5 separate regions of the Mus musculus genome follow, and regions 1, 2, 3 and 5 are each linked to region 4. Evidence: chromatin contacts called from public Hi-C, HiChIP or PLAC-seq and capture Hi-C data. All regions are on one chromosome and are shown on one strand. Each heading gives the region's core, a stretch centred on a gene start, on an enhancer-like site or on the middle of the called end of the contact. The rest is flanking DNA. Distances are from core to core; before and after follow the strand shown.

What was found. A called contact is a pair of places that touch in the nucleus more often than the background predicts. HiChIP or PLAC-seq counts read pairs in DNA pulled down with a chosen protein or histone mark. Capture Hi-C pulls out chosen DNA fragments and counts their contacts.
Region 1: a Hi-C map of embryonic fibroblasts shows a contact between it and region 4, with 8 times the contacts expected there. The contact joins the enhancer-like site here to the promoter of Ctso in region 4. A contact is called at or near these places in 10 of 39 promoter capture datasets (the 3T3-L1 cell line, cranial neural crest, embryonic stem cells and 5 more), 4 of 484 Hi-C or Micro-C datasets (LSK cells, cortical neurons, embryonic fibroblasts and 1 more), 3 of 115 datasets of contacts at active chromatin or transcription factors (astrocytes, embryonic fibroblasts and pancreatic cancer cells) and 1 of 9 other capture datasets (macrophages).
Region 2: a contact with region 4 is called in an H3K4me3 HiChIP or PLAC-seq map of bone marrow-derived macrophages, with 11 times the contacts expected there. The contact joins the enhancer-like site here to the promoter of Ctso in region 4. A contact is called at or near these places in 12 of 39 promoter capture datasets (3T3-L1-derived adipocytes, the C10 cell line, HPC-7-derived erythroid cells and 8 more), 2 of 484 Hi-C or Micro-C datasets (B cells and CD4 T cells), 7 of 115 datasets of contacts at active chromatin or transcription factors (astrocytes, bone marrow-derived macrophages, embryonic stem cells and 2 more) and 2 of 9 other capture datasets (liver and macrophages).
Region 3: a FOXA1 HiChIP or PLAC-seq map of pancreatic cancer cells shows a contact between it and region 4. The contact joins the enhancer-like site here to the promoter of Ctso in region 4. A contact is called at or near these places in 8 of 39 promoter capture datasets (the 3T3-L1 cell line, cranial neural crest, embryonic stem cells and 4 more) and 1 of 115 datasets of contacts at active chromatin or transcription factors (pancreatic cancer cells).
Region 5: a capture Hi-C map of macrophages shows a contact between it and region 4, with 4 times the contacts expected there. The contact joins the promoter of Rbm46os here to the promoter of Ctso in region 4. A contact is called at or near these places in 12 of 39 promoter capture datasets (the HPC-7 cell line, HPC-7-derived erythroid cells, cranial neural crest and 7 more), 3 of 484 Hi-C or Micro-C datasets (the N1E-115 cell line, embryonic stem cells and liver), 1 of 115 datasets of contacts at active chromatin or transcription factors (astrocytes) and 1 of 9 other capture datasets (macrophages).

Annotation. Positions count from the first base shown.
Region 1 is chr3:81,161,653-81,166,756 of GRCm38.p6, forward strand. The region is part of intron 2 of Pdgfc (platelet-derived growth factor, C polypeptide); the gene reads left to right. Among named protein-coding and RNA genes, the nearest start is that of Pdgfc, 130 kb to the left of the region's middle. Within about 2 kb of position 2,654, at least 25 of the 459 cell types and tissues checked have an H3K27ac peak or open chromatin away from gene starts, as enhancers often do. A contact at or near this core is called in embryonic fibroblasts, pancreatic cancer cells and tail fibroblasts, where this site is marked.
Region 2 is chr3:81,111,480-81,116,272 of GRCm38.p6, forward strand. All of the region lies in intron 1 of Pdgfc (platelet-derived growth factor, C polypeptide), which reads left to right. Among named protein-coding and RNA genes, the nearest start is that of Pdgfc, 77 kb to the left of the region's middle. Within about 2 kb of position 1,587, at least 17 of the 459 cell types and tissues checked have an H3K27ac peak or open chromatin away from gene starts, as enhancers often do. A contact at or near this core is called in B cells and bone marrow-derived macrophages, where this site is marked.
Region 3 is chr3:81,241,114-81,245,899 of GRCm38.p6, forward strand. No RefSeq gene overlaps it. Among named protein-coding and RNA genes, the nearest start is that of Pdgfc, 210 kb to the left of the region's middle. Within about 2 kb of position 2,403, at least 20 of the 459 cell types and tissues checked have an H3K27ac peak or open chromatin away from gene starts, as enhancers often do. A contact at or near this core is called in pancreatic cancer cells, where this site is marked.
Region 4 is chr3:81,929,820-81,934,866 of GRCm38.p6, forward strand. It overlaps Ctso (cathepsin O), which reads left to right and starts at 2,782. Exons shown (of 8, transcript NM_177662.3): 1 at 2,782-2,956. The coding sequence starts at 2,846.
Region 5 is chr3:82,873,911-82,879,211 of GRCm38.p6, forward strand. It overlaps Rbm46os (RNA binding motif protein 46, opposite strand), which reads left to right and starts at 2,795. Exons shown (of 4, transcript NR_040382.1): 1 at 2,795-2,848; 2 at 4,787-4,916. Rbm46 (RNA binding motif protein 46) reads right to left here and starts at 2,573. Exons shown (of 6, transcript NM_001277170.1): 1 at 2,398-2,573.

The sequences.
Region 1 (5,104 bases), core at 1,404-3,903, 770 kb before region 4:
TGTCTTGCAAAGACTGAATGTACTACAAAGAATATGAAGTATATGGCATCTTTTGGATTTGAAAGTGTATTCTCTGATTTGGATGTTGACTGTCCTCCATTTATACTTAAGGTTTAATAGTCAGAATGACATTGGGAGATAGTAGAACCTCTGATGGTAGGGTTTAGTAGCAGGTCATTAGGATATTGGTCTGCTTTCAAAGGGGATTGTGTGTCTCCAGCCCATCCTCTGTAGTCGTTCCTTGGTTTATGATGCAAGACATTTTTTGCTGGACTCTATTCTTCCATGATATTTTGCCACAATGTAGTCTGGACATATGATACATGATTATTTATGGATAGAAAACTCCAATGCTGAGAGTCTAAGTAACCCTTCTCTTCTACAGGTGGGTTTTCTCAGATGTTTTATAATGGCGAGATGACTGATAGTATAGAAGTGTGAACAGATATACAATCTCAAAAGGTTTGCTTATTGCACATGTAGGGAGCGTAGGCAAGCTTGAGTGGCAGGCAAGAAACATAAATATGCTTCTCTCTTCTGAGAAATACTTATTGGCCTAATCAGGAAGCTGGCTGCAAAGAAACTTCACATTTGACTTTTACCTTGATGAATTTCCCCCAATAGGATATGACTTTTAGAAGAAGTGACTCAACATATTCTTGGCACCCTCCCCCAACCAATTATTGAGTTGCTCAATAACAGGCTCCTGGAAAATATCAGTGTCGAGACCAGAAAGAAATGCAAGGCATTATTAATGAAGAGATGATCCTATCGATCCAGACTTAAAAGAAAATATGTGTGATCAACACCCCGGTCTATATTTTAAGAAGGTTTAAATCAGTTAAGGCCTGTTGTTTAGGGAGGTGAGCCCTGATTCATGTTGGGAATGTGTCTTAGTTAAGGTTTTATTGCTATGAAGAGACATTATGACCACAGAAACTATTATAAAGGAAAACATTTAGTTGGGTCTAACTTAGATTTTTCAGAAGGTTAGTTATGGTGGGGAGCATGGCAGCAAGCAGGCAGCACGAAAAGCAAGCTCTTTCTTTGGAGAAAGAGCTAAGAGTTCAATATTTTCATCTGAAGGCATCAGAAAGAGACTGTGTCATTCTGGGAGTGGCATGGGTATGTAAGAGACCTCAAAGCCTATCTCCACAAATATAAAGTTCCTCAAACAAGGCCACACCTCCTAATAGTACCATTCCCTCTGGGCTAAGCATCCAAACACATGAGTCTATGAAGACCTCACCTCTTCAAACCAGCACAGGGGGTGTGCAAGAGAAGTTGGTTTTAGAGGTCATATAAAGGTCTACTGATGTCATCTGTAGTAAGCTGATAAGGACTTCAGATTGTGAGATTCTTATGTATGGCGGGGACATAGACAAAATATTTTAAATAAAAAAACATTTGAAGTAACACTTTCTAGCATCTGTATGAAGAAGGTTAGAGATTAGTCACATACTTCATAAGTCCTTCATCTCTTATTTTAATATTCGTCAAGGTATATCAAACATTTAACTTCAGTCTCTGTAGTTGCTTCCCCAAAAGCAAATTACTTAGTCCGAGAAAATGATTAGCCACTAATACAAGATTTCAGACACTTGTGAATATGTCATTAACACTTCCTTCTCAGTTCTGTGTCCAGTAAAGACTACCTAGGTAGGATGTGTAAGCATAAGTATGGTCTCAATTAGTTGTCTGTCCAGTACAGTTTGATAATGTACTGTCTTGGAGACACATAAAGATAGAGAAAGCTAGATCCTAAGATTCAAGTATACCAAGTTTCACATCTAGTGTTAAGTCAGAGTGGGAGACATGTACACAAAGCTCAGTGGTCACCATGGTGATTGTAAGTGAATGAGAAATGGAAGGCTACTAGGATGAAAATTAATTCCAGAATATTGCATCCAATTCATTTCTCCAAACAAAGTCTAGTACCCTCATTTTAAAAGCCACGTGGAGTTACAAATGAAAAAAAAATCTGTTAGCTTGTATTTAATGTGAATTGGAGTGAATAAAATAATAAAATATTTAAGAGAAAAATATGAGCTATTTCTATTTGAAGAGAGTATGTAAATTTGTGTTTTTTGCCAACTACATCTCCTGATATTTGTTTATGATTCTGTTTCCTTATCTTTACATACACTCACCCATTCTCTTATTTAGCTAGCAGTCAAGTACCCTGCTATGCATCAACCAAATATCATGCTATGTATCAGGGATCCAAAGATTATTCAGAGCTTCTTTGACCTCCAGAAACCATTGAATAGCAAAGGAATGTTCATGAAAAAATAAAATTCAAAATTGTGATGGGTGTGGCATAGACCATGCTGCAAAGACGTCACTGCCTCTGCCTCTGGGCTCCCAGATGGTGCTTGCCCCAGGAGCTTCTATTCAGCTAAAGTCTGAAGAAGTGGAAGTGTGTCAACTGAAGTGGAAAGGTAATCCTACATTAGGGGACTTCATATATAGCTTTCAAATATTGGTGTGTAATCCTTGAAAGCTACTACTGGGTATTTTTCTACGTATATCCAGTGAAATGTACTGTTGTGCGGCTTGGAAACCCTGAGTAATAAATCCGGTGACTTAAAGTGCTTGACCTATGACAGGGCCATCATTGCTGGAATTACTGTACCAAAAGATGTGGTCATATTTACCATCTGGCGAAATGTGCTGTCTCGCCCAGGTTGAGGTTCCTAGTGACTAAAGGCTTAAGTAGCCCACAATGACTCAGTTGCCCAAAATCCCTGAAGTAGAAGGAAAGCTGTCTGCAAAATTTCATAGTTTCTCTGACTGAAGTCTGAAGGATAAGAGGGAGCTGTTGTATAGGTCTTACTTCTGGGTAACATGAAGACCTTCTGTTCTCTGACTATCCCTGTGGAGCCTTTCAATGCTCACACCGTGATGATAAACAGCCAATCAAACAGGAGTCATGAAGATATTGTCCCCAAAGTATATATTATCTCGTTAAGACTTCAGTTTCAACTTCTGTATTGTAAGCTCTAGGTTAAATGAAAATATAAACAGTTTAACAATTGAAATTACAGTACATAAGTTGTTAAAAATAGCCATTTATTGTCCCTTAGCTTTAACTGAGCATATGATAATTAGCACAGCTTTTTCAGATACATATCTGAAACATCAGAGTTCAGTTTCTATTTGCTTCTATAAAAATCAGTGAAGTGTTACTGATTGGAAGGCTATCCCACAGCAAAGGGCTTTGGAATTCATACTTATAACTAACATATTAACTAACTAATGATTAGATAGATAGATAGATAGATAGATAGATAGATAGATAGATAAAATTGGAGAGAGAGACAGACACACACACACACACACACACACACACACACACACAGAGAGAGAGAGAGAGAGAGAGAGAGAGAGAGAGAGAGAGATGGGGGAAAGATAGGGAAAGAGAAAGGAAGATATATTCAGAAGTAAAATATATCATTAGTTCTGGATATTTCCAAAGGGAAATTTAGGGCCATAGAAAAAGTGGGGAGATAAAAAATTTTTAAATATATGAATAGAAGTTATAAGATAATCACAAATTTATTTTAAAACTACCTTGTCTCTTCTCTGGGGGGGGGGGATTCTGAGAGAAATCAGCTGGAGCAAAAAAGGGGAATGCAGCAATGTATGGGAAACTGTTAAACCTGCTAGGGTTCCTTGCAGTGTGTGGACCTGTAAAAGGCTGTGGTGGAGTCTGCTATAAAAGCACCTTGAAAGGGTAACACAGAGAAGAAATAGCCAAAAGGAAAGCATATTTCAAATTGTCCAAGAAGAAAATAAAATAAAAGTATTGCAGATAATCCCTGCCTCGGGATCTTGCCTAGGGGGTGAATTATCCAAGTGGGCACTGAGCCTGGTGTTTCTCATTTCTCTTTTCACACCATCAAATATGAAGTAATCTCCTTAGCTGGACTTACAGCCCTGATCACGTCACCTGATGACCAGACCAGCTCCTTTGAGATAAAGCTGTCTGTTTTGTTTCCTTTCTTTGGAAATGAAAACATTAAAAGACTAACCCCTCCTTATTCAATCATTGGGTTCAAGAACAGAATACCACATATCGACTTAGTCCCTTTCCCAGTAAACAAAACCATGTAGTAAACCCAGAAAATACACCAAAAGGAAAGCAAAATAAAATAAAAACTATTACTTTGCTTTTCTTGTGAGTAGAATTAAGGATTTTTGTTTATCTGCCTTCTGAGATCCAATTCCTTTACTGAAAAGGATCAATATTATTGTCCTATGTCAAGACTTGTGCTCCCAGACAGTGTGACAATTGTGTGCACATCAATTCTCTTTTGTTGATTTCAGTCTCCTTGGGTTCCCTTCATCCAGTGAAGATGGGCTATGACAGAGAAGTCAATTTTATTACTTTTAGATTGTTTTGTGCATACATGAGTGCCTATATGTATGAATGTGAAACACACATCTGCTGTTGCCCACAGAGGTCAGAAGAGATTGTTAACCCCTGGAATTAGAGTCACAGGCTGCCCTGTGAACCTTGTGATGTGTATGCTGGGAATCTAGGTCCTCTCAAAAGCAGCAAATGCTCTTACCTGCAGAGTGATAGTTTCATTTATAGTATATAGTAATGATAATATCATTAAACGTAGCATCTCAAATTGAGGTTATTAATGCCCAATAGAGTTGTTACCACATGTGCAAAAGTATCATATATAAACTGGTATTTGTGGTTGATATATCCGTGCCTCACAGAATCTGTGTTAATGAGATGCTTCTGCAAAACTCATCACCAGTTAGACTGTGCCACAGTCTAAGGATATGCTCTTCAGAGGCGAGGACTCTGAGTTGGCTGCACCTCATCTTATTAGTAACATGGTCTGTTCTCTTTCTTGGGACCCATTTTGAATTGATACTTATAACTACTGTCCAAACCTTTGTTTCTTGTCATTAACAACACAGAGATACAAAGTGAACTTCCACTGAAAGTAGAAGCAAAAGGTAATTGTGAATTTCAGGATCAGTTCAACCTTAGATACAAGATTTTCAGCCTTTGAAGGAATGCTTTTTACACATTCTTCTACAGCCCCACACTAAGCATAACATTGATAATCCAGGAAACAAG
Region 2 (4,793 bases), core at 337-2,836, 820 kb before region 4:
TTTTCTTGATACTGGCATGGACAGTTGGTTTTTCTTAATTGATGGTGGCTTGTTTTTTCAAAAAATGTTAATGATCTTTGATTTTACCAATTTACTTATTAGTGAAAAATAGTGAAAACCAAACTTCAGGCGAGCTACAGGACTATTAATATTTGAACCATAAGTATTGCTGAGGATGGGGAATGGCAGAGGGACATGCCAGATCGGTGTTCCAAACATCATTTGTAAATAATCAGGATGAGAGGAAATCTCATTTCTAATGTATTAGTGGGTTTCTATATGAAAGACTGGTATAAATAATGTCAATAATCTATAAATCTACAGCAGCATTTCACACCTCATAGTAGGTGATGATGCTTGTTGGTGTGCCCAATCATCTTTATCCATCTCATTTAATGTGTGATCAAATGTGTGAATACATCAGCAAGTCATATGGCTTTGTCTTAGTGTACATTTTTTTTGTTCTGTAGGTATCTACAGAAACCTTAACACAGAACCCTAACTTATACTGATTCTAGCTACGGAAAAAAGATCCCAAATCAGGCTTAATTGTAATACTTAGTCTAGGATTAGGATAGTTAAAGGGTTAATAGGAGGAATCAGGCACGACACCACTAGTCTCATGAACCTTTTCCCTTTTTCTAACTTTAAGTTCCAGGCTTGTCCCAGCATCAGCACCCCACACAGCTTTGTACAGACAGGAAAAAAATCATGCTCTCCTACAAACACCTATTTGTAAAGTAACTTCCCTGTTATTGGCCAGGTTTGAATCGCATGACAGGACTCAGGGCATATACTACTTAAGGGTCACCAAGAGAACTGTATTTGTCATCATTGTATGTTACTCTTTAATTGTGATCCACCACTGAACCTAGGGTGGTATTTAGCATTTCACAGAAGGCATGGTCCTTTGAAGATATGATAAATATTGAGATTTGGCTAAGACAGTATAGAGAGCAGAATTGGTAACAAAATTGTCCCTGAAACATTAATTTAAAAAGTTTTCTAAAGCTCTTTTTGCTACTTTCCTGTTGCTATGATAAAACACCATGGCCAAGACAATTTACAGAAGAAAGCATTTATTTGGGCTTATAGTTACAAAGGACTAAACATCTATCTAAAAGTCCATGGTGGTAGAATAAATGCAGTGGCTGGAGGAGTAGCCAACAATTTACATCATTAAGGCCAGTTACCTAGCAGAGGAAGCAGAGGAAGCTCACTGAGGGTGTCCCTCAGGCTTTAAACTTTCAAAAGTCTTCCTCCATGGACATATTTACTCCAAAAAGGCCACATCTTCTAAACCTCTCACAATAGTACCACCAGTTGGAGACCAAGTATTGAGATGACAACTCTATATATAGGGGGGCATCTCATTCAAACCACTACAGTACAGCATATGCATGCTTGTACAAAGGCACATGGGTACCATGGGACATGTGTGGAGGTGAAGGAGACAGTTTTATATATTGGGTCTTGCCTCACACCTTGTTTGAGACAGATTTTTTTTTGCCTCTGTATAGCTTTATACATCAAACTAACTGGCCTGATCCTTTGCCTGCATTGCTTGTGTTCTGTCTATCTGATCTCAGCTTCTCATACTGATATCGCAAGTGCTTTACGTACCAAGACATCTCCCCAGGCCATCTTCCTCCTTTCTTAACCACAAATAAGTTTTAATTTCATTTTCACACAAACTTTTCTCTCTGTTCCTCAAACCTCTTTACATTTCAGCTTTTCGATACAAAACTTTAACAATCCTATTAGTGATAACTATCAATAAATAACTGTGAATTAAGCTTTAAGATGCATATTATCCTAGATGTCTGCAGAGTAATTGGGTTCTAGACTGCCTTCTTCACGTGAATTTGAAGGACCTGGATTCAATACCTAACACTGACAAAAAGAGCAATTTTAGTGTTCCTAGATACCTAAAAAGAATTTCTGGAATAGATATTTTTAAAGTGTAAGATGTTGAAAAATGGACATCTAAAGACCTAAATTATAAGGAGTATGAAATAATAGAAATTTACTAATCGTATGGTAGACATTTGAAATTGACTGTTAGGATTTGTATTTGATGTGACATCAACCATTTATTTTAGAACCCATATAGCCATGTATGGCAGTACTTCATTGGATACGATTAAAGTAGAAAAGACCAGATGAAAATACCAAAGTATATCTTTCTTTGTAGTTGTCTATGTATTGTGGGTGCATGAATGTATGCATACACACATAAAGAATGTGATTTCTATCCCAGATTCTACATTTTCTACATTAGAACTTTCACTGGGAAGTATGACATTGCAGAGTGAATGTGACTATTGTGGCATCTAATATGGAACACCTGAAGCAACAGTACTAGTATAATCATGGAAGTATAATTATACTAGTATAATTATGATGGACAAACCTAGATTATAGTTTTTTCAACGGAATTGCCTTCCTACCTTAGGCTTCTACCTTTCTTCCATAAAGTATGGTTCTGTTTTGGCTGAATCCATTAGTTGGTTTAGAATACTTTTCCGTAGCACAGTAATAATTTTTTGCACAAGGCATGTGCAATCACTTTCACTTGAATTATTGCTTCAGAGAATTTAGGCCTGAGGTTGGTAAACCGCCATGCTTGTGCTTGAAGTTTGGTCTGGAAGAGTCTTCTTTGCTCCTAGGGACTCCTACAAAGAGCTCTTCTTGACTCTAGCTTATATCAGTGGATTTTTCTGTCATATATTAAAAGAATGGTCAGTGTTGAATTGATTTGTGATAAGCATGATTTAACTTACTTAACTGTGGGAACAGAACAAAGTCATCTGCCATACTTGTCTGTCAAATGAGTGACATTTTTTTTCTGTCAATAACAGACACTGGGCACTAAAATTTCTATTCATTTGGCTCCATATTTTGCCACCACAGAAACAAAGATTTAACAAGCTCTAAGTATTGCAGCACACTGTGTATACACTTGATTTTATAATCTAGTTCTCTTATGAGAGAAAGGAAACAATGATAAGAAATCAACAGATTTTTTTTTCAAATGTTCCAGATTAACTGAATTCAGCAGAGCTTATAGAATATAAAACATATGAGCCTGATGTTTGTTGTGGTCTCTAAATAGATTTAAATGCAAAATCAATATATGAGAGCTAGTGTGCATCCCCTCAATCTGTAATCAAGGCATTTGCAGCTGCTTCTACATAGAGTTTGTGTTTATATTTTTCTAAGGATGCCAAGGCTGAATTTTAATGAGCTCTAAGAACTCAGAATTTGAAAGAATACTGCCCAAAGTTGCTGAATCAGTAAACATTCAACGAACTTTGGTGCAACTCATAGATATTATATTTGCTATTTAACTTTATTTATATAGTACTGGTATTTCTAGAGACACAGTTTGGCAATGTAATCTAGGCTGGTCTTGACTCATGATCCTCCTTCCTCACCCCTTCCAATGACTGATTACAGTTATGTATGGCTGTACCTGGCCATGTAGATTACTTCACAAAGTCAAAATAAGAGAACAAAGTCAAAGGGTAGATGTGGGAAATACAATTGAATTTCTCAATGTATTTCCTTTAAGGATCTAGCAACAGAGGCCACAGTAGACCAGGTATGTTGTAGTGAGGATTGCAAACACAAGTATATTCTTGCTTTGCTGCGATACAGTACCTACCAGAAGCAACTGAAGGGAAGAAAGATTTATTTTGCCTCACATTTGATGGATGTAGTCTAGCATGGTAGAGCTGATGTTTGAAGCAGGAGCGTGAGGAAGCTGGACATATTGCATCCATAATCAGACAGCAGAAAGAGGGGAGCACTGATTCCCATCTCCATTTCTCCGGTACCATAGTTCTAGGACTCTGGTCCATGCACACAACTGTTCCCCTTTAAGGTGAGCCACTTCTCTTCGTTTAGGACTTTCTGGAAACATTGTTTCCATAGTGATTCTAAAAGTAGTTACATGATCTATCATAGGATAGAGTCACTTAGTCATTAATTGATAAACTCATACGGCACTTTTATTGAGCTACTTTCTTAATATTTGTGTGATATGAGCATATTTGGATAAATATATATATTTGGATAGTAACAAATTGAATTTTGTGATGTGTTTTAAGCAAAACATTTGCTTTTCTCTTGTGCATAAGAGTATAGTTTCTTAAAAAGTACTTGATGTCAGCAAATAAAAATACCAAAATTTTGAAATTGCTCCTGCCTCAGTCTTCCAGGTGTTGAGATTACAGATGCCCATTTTGAGTCCCAGATCAACACTGCTCTGTGTAAGGAATGTGAAGGAGGAAGATCTAATGATTATTTCACTTATTTTTTTCTTATTACTTAACTGTTGGAAGTTTTTCTTGTTAGAAAGGAAAATATATTTATGAAAGGCTGCTCTTCTTCTAGTTAGCAATATGTAGCTTTCTTCAGGCTGGATTCTAAGTGGTATATTTGAAGTAGGCATTCCAGAAAAAAGTCAGATGATTAAGTGAATAGGCTTTGAAAGTATTCAAGATAACTTGTTTTCTTTTGTATTGTTTTTTTTTAGATTTATTTATTTATTTATTTATTTATTTATTAATTAATTAATTATATGTGTGTACACTGTAGCTGTCTTCAGACACTCCAGAAGAGGGCATCAGATTTTTGTTACAGATGGTTGTGAGCCACCGTGTGGTTGCTGGGATTTGAACTCAGGACCTTTGGAAGAGCAGTCGGCGCTCTTAACCACTGAGCCATCTCTCCAGCCCGTTATGTGTAGAAGGTATAATCAGTTAAGGCAGTAGCCTCACAATATCTCA
Region 3 (4,786 bases), core at 1,153-3,652, 690 kb before region 4:
CTAGGATAAAGGGACAGTGCTGGGCACTGAGTCCAAATATCCTCCACACCCCACATTTAAGGAAAGTATTATGAGCAAAAGCTTTACCACAAGTCTTTGAGATGGTATTTTATTTCATATTTTGATAAAATAAGGAATTGTGTAAGCCAAAGGGGTTATCAAATTGCAGGCCTCCTAGTAAGGCCAAGGACAAATTTGCAACCTACTAATTGGATAAAAAATCTTCACTAACCCCTCATCTGATTGAGGGCTAATATCCCAAATATATAAAGCACTGAAGAAGTTAATCACCAAAAAACCAAACAACCCAATAAAAGAAAATGGGCACTAGAACTAAACAGAATTCACAACTGAAGAAATCTCGAATGGCTGAGAAACACCTAAAGAAATGCTCAGAGTCCTTAGTGATCAGAGAAAAATGGAAATTAAAATGACCCTGAGATTCCACCTTACACCAATCAGAATAGCTAAGATCAAAACCTCAGGTGACAACACATGTTGGAAAGGATGTGGGGAAAGAGGAATACTCCTCCATTGCTGGTGAGATTGCACGATGGGTCTTCTTCTATTCCATTCAAATTCCTTCTCTTTCAGTATGCTTCTCAGGCTAAGAAAAACCACTAAAGAAGCAGAAACCTATACCGAATATACGGCAGCTTCATTTTGAGCAGATATGATATGATTAATAACTTCTGTTAGTTTCACTGTGTCCCTAACGATGACACCATTGCATACACTAGCAAGCGTTTGTTGCAAGGACCGTGATATAGCTGTCCCTTGTGAGACTAGGCCGGGGCCTAGCAAACACAGAAGTGGATGCTCACAGTCAACTATTGGATGGATCACACGGCCCCCAATGGAGGAGCTAGAGAAAGTATCCAAGGAGCTAAAGAGATCTGCAACTTTGTAGGTGCAACATTATGAACTAACCAGTATCCCGGAGCTCGTGTCTCTAGCTGCATATGTATCAAAAGATGGCCTAGTCGGCCATCACTGGAAAGAGAGGCCAATTGGACAGCCAAACTTTATATGCCCCAGTACAGGGGAATGCCAGGGCCAAAAAATGGGAATGGGTGGGTAGGGGAGTGGGGGGAAGGATGTGGGGGACTTTTGGGATAGCATTGGAAATGTAATTGAGGAAAATATGTAATAAAATTTTTTTTAAAGATATGATTAATATTCAGTTAATTTCAGGGGGAGGGGTGAAATCAGAGCCCTAGACAGGAAGCAGGTTATGAAATGTCTTCAATAAAATCTAAGCACTTTACATTTTTTCCCCTATGTGTGGTTAAAAGGAAGAGAAGGATTCAATTTCCACCAAGGACAATTAAAGTGCTGATCCTGCTGGCTTGTTCTGGTCCAAGTTCTGACACTAGAGCTTTACTTGGGTACCAAAAAAACAAAACAAAACAAAACAAAACAAAACAAAAAACATATTTATTCTAAATATTTTAGTAATGTAAATAATGATGGTAAGGTCAGACTGACATTTCATTACTCCTGGGGCACACTCCTCTACATTTGTTGAAACCTTTCATTTCCAAACATTGAAGATTGGCTGGCTGGCTGGCTTTCTGGGGTATTCCTAAGATAAGAATACTTTATTCTGAACTAAATATGGCATGTCTGTTTTCATAAAAGGAAACTCAACTTATGCCTCAATTCAGCTCCTCTCTTCTTAACTAGAACACCAAGGGCCATTTCTCCATATACAAGGGTCATTTGTAGTACTTTCTTAGCACAAAAGAAGCCAGCTCATTTCTCTGTCCCTGGCCTCACTAGCCCCAGACTTCTGTTTGTTCTACTTCAGTAAGTTCCAGAGCCCAGGGCAGCAACTGGAAAATGAATCTCATGCATTTGATTTTTTTGTACTGGAAGTTTAGTCTCCTACCACTTTTGGAAGAACCCTTGCCTGGGCCTCAGTTTTCACTTCTTCCAGACACTTATCCCAGGGCTGGGAGTGTCTGAAGTGTGAGTCTGCTCCTAGCTCTCCCTCGAGATCTTGCTACAACCACACAGGATCAAGTCTAAACTCGTTAATGTTCAAACTGAGCCACAATCTGCTCACATTCCTCCTCCACCGAGGTCACAGAAAGGAACTCTCATTCATTCAGGAGTCAATTTTCCCATTTAAAAAAAAATCTGAATGAAGGATGAAAGGTTAACACCACCCTGCGGTCACCTGCCTTTTGATGCCATGCAGAAGGAAATATTGTTTATTTAAGCTTGGTGCATACTGGGTTGGACAAAGGAGTCCCTTCAGACATACCCGGTTTCAGATTGAAGGAGCATTTGGTCTCTGACCACTGAAAAAGTCAATGAAGCAGACGAAGAAGCAGCTGCCTGAATAGGTGATGGCTGAGCTATGCCAGGGACATACTGTGATAGACAACCGGGATCCTCAAATGGTCTAGGAAAACAAAGCAAGCTGGCAGCCATTCAGTCACCAGAGTCTTAGGAGGAACTAACTCCCTTAGAGACACCGCAAGAAGAAAGAAGAGTGAGTGAATGTTTTTACAAGTTGAAAAACTGAATTAGCTGGTTTACAATCTGGGTCTTAGCAGTCCAGAAGGGAACCCCTGCCACTCCCTGCTTTTCATTATCCACTTTCCCTGGTACCCAGAGACTCCACTACCTCCCTTGCATCAAACCACCTGTTTGTTATTAACTACCCTCCGTGCTCTTTTTCAATTAATTTCTTTGTTATGAAACTAGACTTCTGTCTTGCCAGTTAAAATTTGAAGAGTTGATTGGCCTGTTTCTGTGTTTTCTGTCGACAGCAGTAGCCAGAGGTAACTTTGAAACGGTAGAAGCCAGATGTTCCGCTCCAATTTCAGAGGGCTGTAGATCAGATTCTGTCCCGGACCTACACTTTAAATACACATTCATTAATAAGCATCCACAAAGAGGATATAAAGCCAACACCCTAGGTTCAATCTCCATTATCACTTTGAAAGAAAAATTCATTCCAGACAAATGCAGAATATACCAGTTTTAGTTTTCTTTTCCATCAAGAGTTGCATTGGACACCCCCCCCCCAAAAGTCCATCAAACCAGAGAATTAAAGAGTCATACCTGTACTCTGGAGTATTTACATCCCCAGAGAGCCAAGGGTAGAAAGTATTTAGCTAGTCCATGTAATTCTATGAGAGAACTCATTTCACATGTATGCTGATGAACTACCAATGTCCCCGTTATAAGCCCTTTGTGAAATTCACTTCTCTACTTAGAAAAGCGTGGAAACAAACACCCTGAAATGGGATTCAAATAAATCCCTCAAACAGTGCTTGCTGTCTGACTGCCCCAGGACTTCGGGCTCTTGCTTACTTTGTTTATTTATTTCCCCCGTACACCCACCGACTGTACCACATTCCATACCTCCTCCCTGCTCCCTGTCTCCATGTGGGTGTCCCCACCTCCCAACCCCATCACACCTGACCTTTAAATTCTCTGGGGCCTCCAGTCTCTTGAGGGTTAGATTCATCTTCTCTGACTGATCCCAACAGTCCTCTACTGTATGTGTGTTGGGGGCCTCATATTAGCTGGTGTATGTTGCCTGTTTGGTGGTCCAGTGTTCGAGAGGTCTTGGGGGTCCAGATTAATTGAGACTCCTTGTCCTCCTACAGGGTCACCATCCTCCTCAACTTCTTTCAGCTTTTCCCTAATTCAACTACAGAGGTCAGTAGTATGACCGACTTTAACAACATTCAGGTCAGAGATGATATAGGAAAAGCATGTTCTTGGGAAGCCACTCCCCTAGTTAGAAATGTGGGACAACTTGCTCAGGAGATGACCCATGAACTCTGCCAGTAAGAATTCCTGGCATGAGAAAGGCCAAGTAGTCCCACAATGCTTACAAGATTAATGAGCTTTGATGCTTGTCTTCTTCGGCTGTCAATTAAAGATTCAGGCATGGAGAAACCATGTATGCTGAACATCCAGTATTGTGTTGTAGTTGGCTCAATGCAGGTTTTGAGAATCTCATGGTAGGTTTTCAGGAATTTTACAAGATTATCATTAATGGCGTCATTGAAAACTGTCAAATAGCATAAATAGAATTAAACACATTATCAAAAACAGAGACCAGAACAGATTCAATCTTCATCATTCCTAAACAATTTACCTCATTACCATGATGTGCCCAGCTACTGTCCTCTACATATAAGAGTACACCACTTCCCTGTTTGTTCACACTGGTGTCAGGTGACTTGGTGGCTTGAAATCAGACATGGTAGTGGAATTTACACCATGAAAATTATAGCCCAAGAAAAATTTGAGTCTAATTTAAAATCTTAACTGTATTTAGACTGAATGATTGTTATGAAGAAAATGGCAATGGGGTGGACCAACCTTCAGAGCATGCAATACTGGTGTGCTTTGTGCAGTGAATACACACAAAACATGGAATACTGAAAGAGGCTCTGAAAAGAGCTTGTTCACAGCGCCTACGAGGATGCTCTCCACTCTCATGCTAGTCATGGACTTACTGAGAACAGCAGACACCTATATTGCTGGTGTGCTTATGCGTTAATTGAAAACACAGTGATTAATTGAAAACACAGTGATTTCAGTCTGGGTAATTTGGCAACTATTCAGGTAGGGGTATAGCCCAAAGACAAGTGATAGACTGGCGAATGGATTGAAGTACAATCCCAGAACCAAAACCACACAATCAGAATTCAGCAATATCTGGGAAAGCATTCTGGGAGACTCTGGGGAATCTGTCTTCTATATGAAAACTAGAGAAAAACATATGTTTTGTTATTTGTTAATTATGTGCTATGGA
Region 4 (5,047 bases), core at 1,532-4,031:
TAAGCAAACCTTACACCACCACCTCCATCCACACAGCAACAAATATTAGTAGTTCCTGCCACTCTCCTCTATGTGTACACTCACTCCCAGATAAAAGCCTTCTCAAGGCCCCTAAAATAATTGTATAATTACTCTATAGCATATAATCCTAATTACATTCTTACATGGCCTCTGAAGAGCTACATGATCTCTGCTTGGTATTTATCTCAGTCACTTATTATTTTTAAACTCCATATGTCTACATTTACTTCCTTTAGGTCTGTGGAGCATACTGCCTGCATTTCTACCCTCAGGCTTTTGAATGTGATGTTTCACTAATGGTCACATGCACCAAACTGTGAGTAGCAAGAAGTGGTCTTCAGTGTCTCTTTTCAGATCCCTCTAAACAAGGGGAACCCAGAGTTGATCCTGTAGTCTGGATGCAGAGTTGCCCTGAGGGCCCCCTTGTTAAATGCTTGGTCTCTGGGCAGTGCTACTGAGAGACAATGAACACCCCAGTGAAAGTTCTTTAGGCCACACCCTTGAAGTGGCTCTCTGACTTCAGGCTCATGAATTTTGTCATTGCCACTTCTGCCTTGTTCTTTCATCTGTGACAAATTGCCAAAGGAATGTAACGAGTCTGCCTGCTCTTAGACTGAAACCTTCATAAGCAAGAGCCTAAATAAGTCGTTTTTCTTTATATATTGGTGGTGTCAGCTATTTTGTTCTAGTAATAGGAAGCTGGCTGATATGGCTAGGTTATCCATCTCAGAGAAAATTCTGTCTGCTTTTCTGCACATTTCATCTCTGTTTATCTCTGTTGGGTGAGCAATGGCCTGAGTAGAATGTTCCCTTCTTAGGGCTACAGACACGGTTACATACACGGAAGTCATCAGTGTAAAGTGAAAATAGAGGCCTCTTTGCTCATGAAGTATTATGAATTTTACCTCCAGTGATAGTGACTTCTATCAATCACTTTATCACTGTCACTATGCATGAACCTGGTTCTCCGGGACCCATTATAATCTATTTTAAATAATGTTTCCAGATGCCTTCACTGTAGATATCGTTGCCCTCTTACATCTGCAGAACCAACATCTATCTGATTTATAGCTTTAGTTTTTATTAGGTACAGGGGGTAACTGTGTTCTCTGATGCAAACCTGATGATAAAATATATGACCTGGTGTGAAGAGACCAGGGAGGTCCTTTAGACCCTCAGTGATAAGATGCTGTTCCTATTGGAAAGTTTAGCAATGCAGGCATAACTGAGATAGCAAGGAGCCCACAGATTCCTGCTTATGTTAATCTCAGCAATCCTTCTGCAAGTGGCCCTTCGTTGTAGCCTACTCATCTCTATGCATTCTCTCCTGTTATTACTAAACTGAAGTTATTTTTCTGATGATAATTTATGTCTTTTGACAATCCTTTGAGTTAGAACATTTATGCAGGATAACTGCTGTGATCAAAAGAAAGTTTATTTGGACTAAATTTAATAAGTTTATATCAACAAACATTTACTGATTGAATACCCACTATATGTTGTTGGTGCATAAGAGACTAAAGAAATGAAATTGTCGCTCCCACGAAGCTGGCATTACAGAAAAGTGCTATGGATCAAAAGGCTACAGACTGAACACCAGAGGCAATGGGGGCAGTATTAGAAGAATAGGGTGGAGAGGGGGAGAAGGTTAGGGTTTTAAGTAGGGCAGTCGGGGTAGGTAGGCCTGGGAGTGAAGGAACAAGAAAATAAACACTATGGTTATTCAGATATACGCCAGGTTGGAAGCTAAGAAACAAAAGATGCAGGACATTCCGATTTCTGGGAACCTGGTTACAGTTTGTCCACAAAGGATCTGCTTTTGGACAATAGAGAAGGGGTAAAAAAGAAACACAGAGTAAAGACTCATTCTAAGACAATAATTTGCATTTTGTGTACATAGGCCCTTCTGAGAAGCAGCTGGCTGTCTTCTCCCAAGGGTAACCAGCGATTTGTGATATTTGGTCTCAGATCTTAAATCACTCAGTCTCCTTAAAGGAGAGCTCTGAGGCAGTGTACTGGAAACCTCTTTAGCTGAGATGTGAGTGAGCAGACATATTGACTGGTTTGAACATGTTCCCCTTTTCCTTTTACACTCTGTATACCGGCACCATGGTAAAAGGAAACAAGATTTTTAAAAATTACGTCAGTTAATTATAGCTGGGGATAGAAAGTGAGGTGGATGGATTATGAAGTAAGCTAAGCAAGAAGAAAACAACATAATAAAATAATAAGAAAAATTAAAGCAACCTTAACAGTGAAACAAAGAAAAGCACAGGACGTGCTCAGCATATAATGAAGTGTTTAGGATTACTTAGCTAAATTTCATTACAAACTTCGGAAGCGGGTGCAGCTTTCTACAAGTGGAGAAATGGCCACAAGATATTGTGCAGTTCTGTGCAGCAACAATTTTGTCAAGTATTTATACGCATCCATAGAGAGAAGTGTGTAAATTCGCATACACTATACGTCCCCATACAACCTGCTGAGTTCAATTTACACACACTCAGTGAACACATATTCAATTTAAACAGCAGGAAGTAAAATGAAGGGCTGAATCTCAGACAGCAGGAAACACAATAGTTTGTATCTTCATACTGTTGTGTAAGTCAGGTTTTGCTCTCTTTCTTATTAAGTAAGAGGGAAATCCCAGATGCCCAATAACAGCACAAAAGCTCAATAATAATCCCAAGAAGCACCAAACAAACAAAACAGCTGGGACCCCAGCAGCTTTCTGCTTCTGGGCGTGCACAGGACACAGGCAGTGGGCGGAGCCAAGAAACCGAAAGAGAAAGCGGGCCGGGCACAGTGGACCTCGGGCACCGGGATGAAGCCGCAGTTGGTGAACCTCTTGCTACTGTGTTGCTGCTGTCTCGGCCGCCACGGGGTCGCCGGGACCTGGTCTTGGAGCCACCAGCGGGAGGCCGCCGCCTTGCGGGTACCAAGCTCCCTCCCTCTACTGCCCCGGGGCTCCTAGGGAGGGACCCAAGCTCCAAGCGCGCATTTCCCCAGTAGAACTGCCTCCTAAAAGTTTGATTCCCCAGGGCAAGGATTTCTGTGCTATATCCCAAAGCACCAAAAGATGTCCAAAGCAAAGCTAAGGGGAAGAAGTATCCTGAATCCTAAAGCCTTTCCCACACCAAACCTGTCGCATAGAAAGCCGCCTGCAGGGGGCACTGGCTCTCTCCTCCTATAACTGGAAGTTAATGATTTCTCAGTCCTGGAACTGTCTACCACCATCAAGTTCTCTCTGACTTGGTGGAGACTGATGTAGAACAGGAGACATTTCACTGCCTTAAATTCGGATTTCTTTTTTTAAAGTTTTCATAATAATCCTTCAATTGCTCTCCAACCTTAAAATTCTGAAATGGACAAGTTAGCTGACCACGGATAGATTTTCCCAGTAACCAGGGGAACTGACCGAAATGCAGATTCACAGTTGGCCTCAGTTGCTATACTTAATGCTCTCTGAAAGGTTTTTAAATCTGAAAAAAAAAAAAAGAAAAAGAAAAGAAAAAAGAAAATGCCATCACGATTTTATTAGAGGAGGACTCACCTGTTCGACTCAGTGTCTATCTGAATTCAGGAATGCTGCTCTTAGGCCATTTAACTAGTGTTTACTGATGTTTTCTGAAATTTCCATAGAACCCCATAGCTCTGCCCCGTTCTCCTTGTCCTCTTTGGCCTGAGAAGTTCCAGTATTCATTCAGTCCGGCCTTCTTTGGCTTCAGCTACCCTTGTGTTGTACTCAAATCAAAATGCTGTGCTTTAGTTCTCCTTTTTGTTACTTTTGAGCTCATTTCTTGTTACCAGTCTATTTCTCAGTGTCCTTGGCCTGTGTGTTACTGAGACCTGTCCTTGATTTCCAATAGGGTGAGGTAGTCAGTGTCACAGGTTGTTGATAAGGTGTTTATTGGCCAACTAGTTTTTTTTTTTCTAATCTTGAGTATTGAAAGCTAACAATGTAATGTATAATTTTTTTTCTCCTTACTGAAATAAAGCAAGGTTGCCAAGAAAAGCAACTTAAAGAAAGTGAAAAAGGGTCTACTTTGGCTCACACTTTCAGGGACAGTCTATCATCATGATAGGGATGTCATAGTGACATGTGTGTGGAGCAGACATCCATACTACATCAGCAGCCAGGAAGGGAAAGACATGGATACTGTATCCCAGCTTACTTTCTCATCTTTATTTGGTCCAGAACCCCAGCAGGAGACACAGTGACTCCTAAGCTTACCAAGGGCTTCCTACCTCAGTTACACCCATCTAGAAACATCCTCCGAAATATACTCAAAGGTTTATTTCCATGGACATTCCCAATCCTAGTAAAGGTACAATCAAGATTACAGTCACAGTCACTGAAAAATTATTACAAAATAGAATTTGTGTGTGAACTATAATTTCCATGCCTACTTGTATTTTACTCTTGAGGAGATTGCAATCCCCAGACACACGTCTAGATTCTCTTTGGAGGAGAAATGCAACCAAGGTTCCATATAGAGAAGTAAGAGGTTGGAGGTTGAAGAAAACATTTCAAATCTTAGTACATTTTTTTTAAAACTTAGGGTTAAAAACACCAAAACAGCTTTGCAAGCAGTTCCTGTTGGCAGGAATTTGCTGATAAGTCCAGTGACCTGTTTTCTGAGCACTTAGTCATTAAATGATAGCTACAAACTGTGAGTCCTCCTGGAGAGTGTCAGCTGGAGAGTTGGAAGCAGAGGGCTTTGTTTCTTTGGTGACTAAAAGTATTAAGGATTCGTCTGGCTTTACAGTATGGGTTGAAATATATGGTAAGTAAAACTCAGCTTATAAGTCTAAAAAGTGTCATTTGAAAAAAGAATGTTTCCACTGTAGAATTAGTTGGTTGGAGATTCTACTGTTTTCTTACATGGCACATTGTGTACAGAATCTATAAAATTCCATTTGTTTCGCAATGCACTGAAACATTTTAAAGTAGGTTATAAAGTAAAATTGAGCCATTAAATTAAATCCCACTTAATTGTATTCCTTAATCAATAAGGTAAACAGC
Region 5 (5,301 bases), core at 1,545-4,044, 940 kb after region 4:
AATGCTACATTTTAAAGGCATCACTAACAGCTCTCACTGTCCTCCTTTGACTAGGAGACACCATCTCATCTCTCCTTTACTAATTTTAGGTTCATCTAACTTAAACAGAAGTAGAAAAGATCTTGACCTTGTGTCCGCACTAACTGTGTGCCCTTCCCTATAACCCAGGGATAGACTGTCTATGGCCTATACCTCCAGCTCCAGTGTACCTGATGCCTCTGACCTCCTAAGGCAACAGTACTCCTGTGCACACACATACACAAACATCACACACTATATATGGGACTATGTATCTTCACTTTTGTATTGTCTTTCAAAAAGAATGCAGTAAAAAAACAGACAAGTAACTATTTTTTTCAAAATATATAGGAAAAATTACTTATCTAAAGGGCTTTCTTCTATTTGTATTCTAACTCAAACTAAAATGTCATCTGCATTATCACAAAAATTTCTCACACTATAAATGTGGGCATTATATAAAGTTTATGTCTTTAAATTATGTGTAGTTTAATAATTTAAGACACAAAACCCCTTTATACAAAGCATATTATATTTTCCTGATTTGTATCTTGTGAACAGTAAATTCCACGTTTGTTGCTTCAGGTGTTACTGAGCTGCCTAGTGCCAATTCTGAGCAATATTTATTTCAGTGAGATAGGGTACTTTAGAAAACGTGTTGAAAACTTTTTAAAAATGTGGTCCTAGGCATCTAAAATATTTTATAAATACAAGTTTAGAGACGAGTCAGTTCAATTTCATTTTAAACTATTTCTATTATAAATAATGAGTGTGTTTGACTGCAAAGGTGAAGTGTTTAAAACTTTTAGTACTAGGTATTTCGCGAACGAAGAACTGACTTAAATTTAGGATGATAAAAAGAAACCAACTATTTAGAAAAATCATTTGTGGTCACAATGCGCAGTGGGTTACTGCGCCTGAGAACTTGTTACACCTCTGAACCCCACCAGGGAGAGAGGCAACTCCTGAAAGTTGCTCCAACTCTCACGCAAGCCGCTGCACTCACACAGGGAAAATTGTTTCAAATCACTGCAAACAAATGTTAAATACTAAACCCAAAAGCGATGTGCTCTTTCAGTTTATGAGAGATACCTATAAATGCTTTCCTGACTAAAGACACTGTCATCTGTAGTGTCATTTGAAGTCTTATTAATTTGAACACAGAAATCACATTTCCCCTTATCTTTTTACCTTACCAACCAACAGATATTAAAGTTAACAGCATTAAAAATTTTTAATTTACACAAATTACTTATTTGCAATCCTTTCTTAACTTCTGGTACCTCTTAAGTTTTCCACCAATGAAAACAATACCACTGAACGCTTAAAGCGTAACTTCACCCATACACAGTTGAATATATATTCTTGGTTTTAATATTTCTTACTTTATAAGGATGTTTGCACCTTACATGAGCTGTTTTATAATTTTGGCATTAATATTTTAAAGTCCAAGACTCTTATATGAAAATTAGCACTTAAAACATGGCCACACGCAGGAAATAAGGCATTAGTTGGTTATTTGGCAAATACAGTGCTAACAAGATCCGAATGTCCTCAGTGGCACAGTTAGTGATTGAGACAATATTTTAAACAGGTATACTTAAAAACAAATCTACCTATCACAGCGCTAAGGTTGATTCTTATGACTACAAAGGAAGTTTCTGAAGCATCTCATTGCCCTAATCCCTTGAAATGAAAACTGCTAGTTATTTAAATTAGCCTATTTCCACATGCATATTCATAAATGATGGGCTGTTACCACCTTGATGCTACCTATAGTGCTTCCTGGTTTTAACCTAATTCTAGAAGGCTAAATGAGGTGCTTTTTCTGAGTCCCCTGGGGTCCCCTTCTCATAAATTCACCAGGAAGCCAGTCCACCAGCATCCACCGGGCCCCTGGACCGGCTCCGTGGTCCTCCCTCACCCCAGGCTGCACTAAGAGTGTTATCCGGCCCGTCGGGCAGTTGGCTCCCGACAACCACTCACGCAGATCCCCTAGGCAGCCCGGCCGCTTCCCAGTCGGGGCGGCGGAAAGTTCGAGGCCCGGCCCCCGCTAGGAACTCTGGGCGGCGCGGCGAGCGGACACAACGGCGACGGGAGGCCAGCGAGGTCGGGAAGCAGCGGCCAGGACCCCGAGGTCCCGGAGCTTCTGCCGACTGGGCAGCCGCGCAGGGAGCCCGAGACCCGAGAGCCGCTGTCGACGGGGCGGCCGCGCAGGGAGCCCGAGACCCCGGAGCCGCTGTCGACGGGGCGGCCGCGCAGGCCAGCCCGCGGACACCGCCCGACGGTGGCGCCCCGGACCCCGCACGAGGGCACCCCCGACTGCGGCCGTTGGCAGCGGTTTGCCGGTCACCCCCGCAGCTCCCATTCCCGCCTCACCCCGTCGGGTCTTCAGAGGCCAGACCTAAAAATCCCTGGACCAACGAGCACAAACCGCCGCCAGAGCTTCGGATCGGCGCTGCGGGCGGAAGCGGTGGTCAGAGGAGTCGCCGCGGGGCCGGACGGGGCAGGGCGTGGCCAGTGGCGCTCGTGCTGTCCTCGCGCCTCGGGGCCACGGGCTCTTCGCCTCAGCCTAGCGTGCCTCACGTGGAGTGGCCCCACCTCGACCAATCAGCGGCCGCCGGTGGGGGCGAGGAGGCGGGACTGAGGCTTGAGGCCGGAGGAGGCACTTGCGACAGGCGAAAGGGACTTGGAGTGGCACGCTCGCTGGCCAATCAGGAGGAGAAAAGCCAGTCTGGGCGAGTGAAGTTTGGCGCGTGGAAGACTTGAAGGCGTTACTAAACAAAAGTTACAAAGTGAACTTGCAGTGCTTCCCTTAAGGGAGATGTAGGTAGGTTGAGAAAGTTCTTTGTCTGGCTGGATGAAGTTTGCAAATCTTGATTGAACGCCTTGTTGGGTGCAAAACAGTCATGGGGACTTTTGTAAATGAGGATGGGAGGGGTGGCCCCTTAATTTCTGATTCCCCTTAAAACAGATATGATGAGACTGGGATCGTAAATAACGTTAACAGAGTTTTAGCCCTTTTATGTTTCTACGTGCCAAAAGCAGTTCCAGGGCATCTTCGTCCGTTCTCACAGGGTTTTTAAAACTAAGTTATAGCATGTTTTACAGACAGGGAAACCGACTCAAGAGAGCTGTGGGCGTTTACACAACGTGTGCATCAAGCGGCTTGTGATATGTTACTATCCCAAAAGGTGCCCCCCAAGGAGAACGCTATGCACAATACCTGGGAGGCGTTGGTAACTCGGAAAGCAGTTATTCCTAAACTCTGCTCTGCACAGTATTTTCCAAACAAGTTGAAAGCCTGAGCCACATCTAATACACTAGTTTGGCTTTGTTTTTAAAGATTTTTTTAACCTCAAAAACTACAAGAGGAAGGTTTGTTAAACATTGTTCGTTTGTTTTGTTTTGTCCAGGAAAGAAAGGTTCTTCACATTCATTTTCATGTCTGAATTTTACAGACTTGATTTTACAGACTAGCTGATTTTAAGCGTCGTTGTAGGAGCCTGTAGAAGCCAGTAGGTGGCGATATTTTATTGTGAGGTGTGAATGAGGTCTTGGAGGTAGCCTGGAGGACTACTTAACATTTCCAGTGTGTTCTCTTTTCACACCCCATCCCCAGTATAAAGGAAACCAAGTGAACAAGAGTTTCATAAAGGTCATTAGAGTGAGGCCTTAGAAACTTGCTTTAGAAAGACAATGTTAAAGACTCAAGTTACAGGGTACATCCTCTCCCTCAAAGTCTTAAAGAAACTGAGCAAATTTTATTAGCAGATGTATTTTTCATTGACTGCTATAAAAGATTTATGCCTTCTGCAACCAAAACATAAAGGAATAGCCTTTATTTCTTAAGTTTCCAAGAAGAGGGCATCTGAAACCTTTATGCTACGAGAATTCTTTAAGAATAGACTGCAAAATAGAAATTTTTAGATGCTTTATGGGGAAAGATGACCCAAATGAAGAAAGATGTGAAATGCAGGTGTTCTTTTGTCTGAAAAGAAGCCAGAATTGGGATAAGCCTTTGCTGATGGCGAAAACAGGAGAAAATCTATCAGCAGCTCAAAGGGAAATTATGCTGTCTGTGGGAATGGAAAGAAATGGTTAAACAGTGGAAGGGACCAGGAGAAAAGGTTCAGCATTTAAGAACCAACCCTGGCTGTTCTTCCAGAGGAGCCACATTCAATCCCAATGGTTTTAACTGTCTGTAACTCTGCCTCTAGGAGATAGACCACCTCTGGCTTCTGTGGGCACATACCCACACGCACACACACACACACACAAACACACCTTTACATAGTTTAAAATTAATAAATATTCTTTAAAATGGAAAGGATGTATAAAATAATTGGTTAGAGTAGCTTGGATGTATATACGTCTATTTTCCCCTTATGAAATATAAGCTTCGGGATTATTTAGAGGTTAGGTTCATAAATGTCCTATAATATACAAACTTCCAAAGGTTAAAAAAAAAAAGTAATGGAAAGTCCTTATAAAACGTTTTCTTTCCAGTTTAGGCCTGATAGAAATAAAGGTGAATTTTCTACCCAAAGGTCAGTGTGTCGCTAGAGATTCCTCCATCCGTCTCTGGTCTTCATGGCAAAGATCGAAAAACGTGGCGACTGCCTGTGTGTTTCTAGAAGTCTTAGCCGTAGCATAGAACAGGATAGTAGCACAGGAAACAGCCCTGCTTTGCTGTGGTTACTCTTTAGTCAAGCGGATACCCTCTCAGAAGTGTGTGTTTTGTTTTGTTTTTACGATGGCGTTACAGTTACAATTCCAGCACACTGGCCCACTCTCTCTCTCTTGGTGGTGTGAGACTTTCTACAACAGAATGTCTAAATGCCATGAATGCCCCATCACTGAACCAGGAGCCATTATCAAGAGGACTCTAAGGGAAGGTAGGTGCTTCAGCAATGACTTTTCTGGTGACAGAAATGGGGTATCTTTATGTCCTGTCTGTATTGCCCTAGGATCGAGAACCTTGCTTTTATGTCAGCAAAACAGAAATCAAGATCTTTGTATGTAGATCAATGACAAGGAATCCAACCCATTGCCAGAGCCTCAGTAAACATCAGTACAAATTGGAGGGAGTTCTGATGAAGCCAGACTTCTCCGGTTTATACTAGTTACTAGTTACTATCAGGAACATGTTGCAAAGACTTCTCACTGTGATGGACAGAGGAAAGGGCCTTGGACCCAATATGCTGTTCAGAGTCATGCCTCCAGCTAGACTTCCTTTAGCTAGACTCACCTCCAACCACAGCTTTGCACTGCCACCTGGGA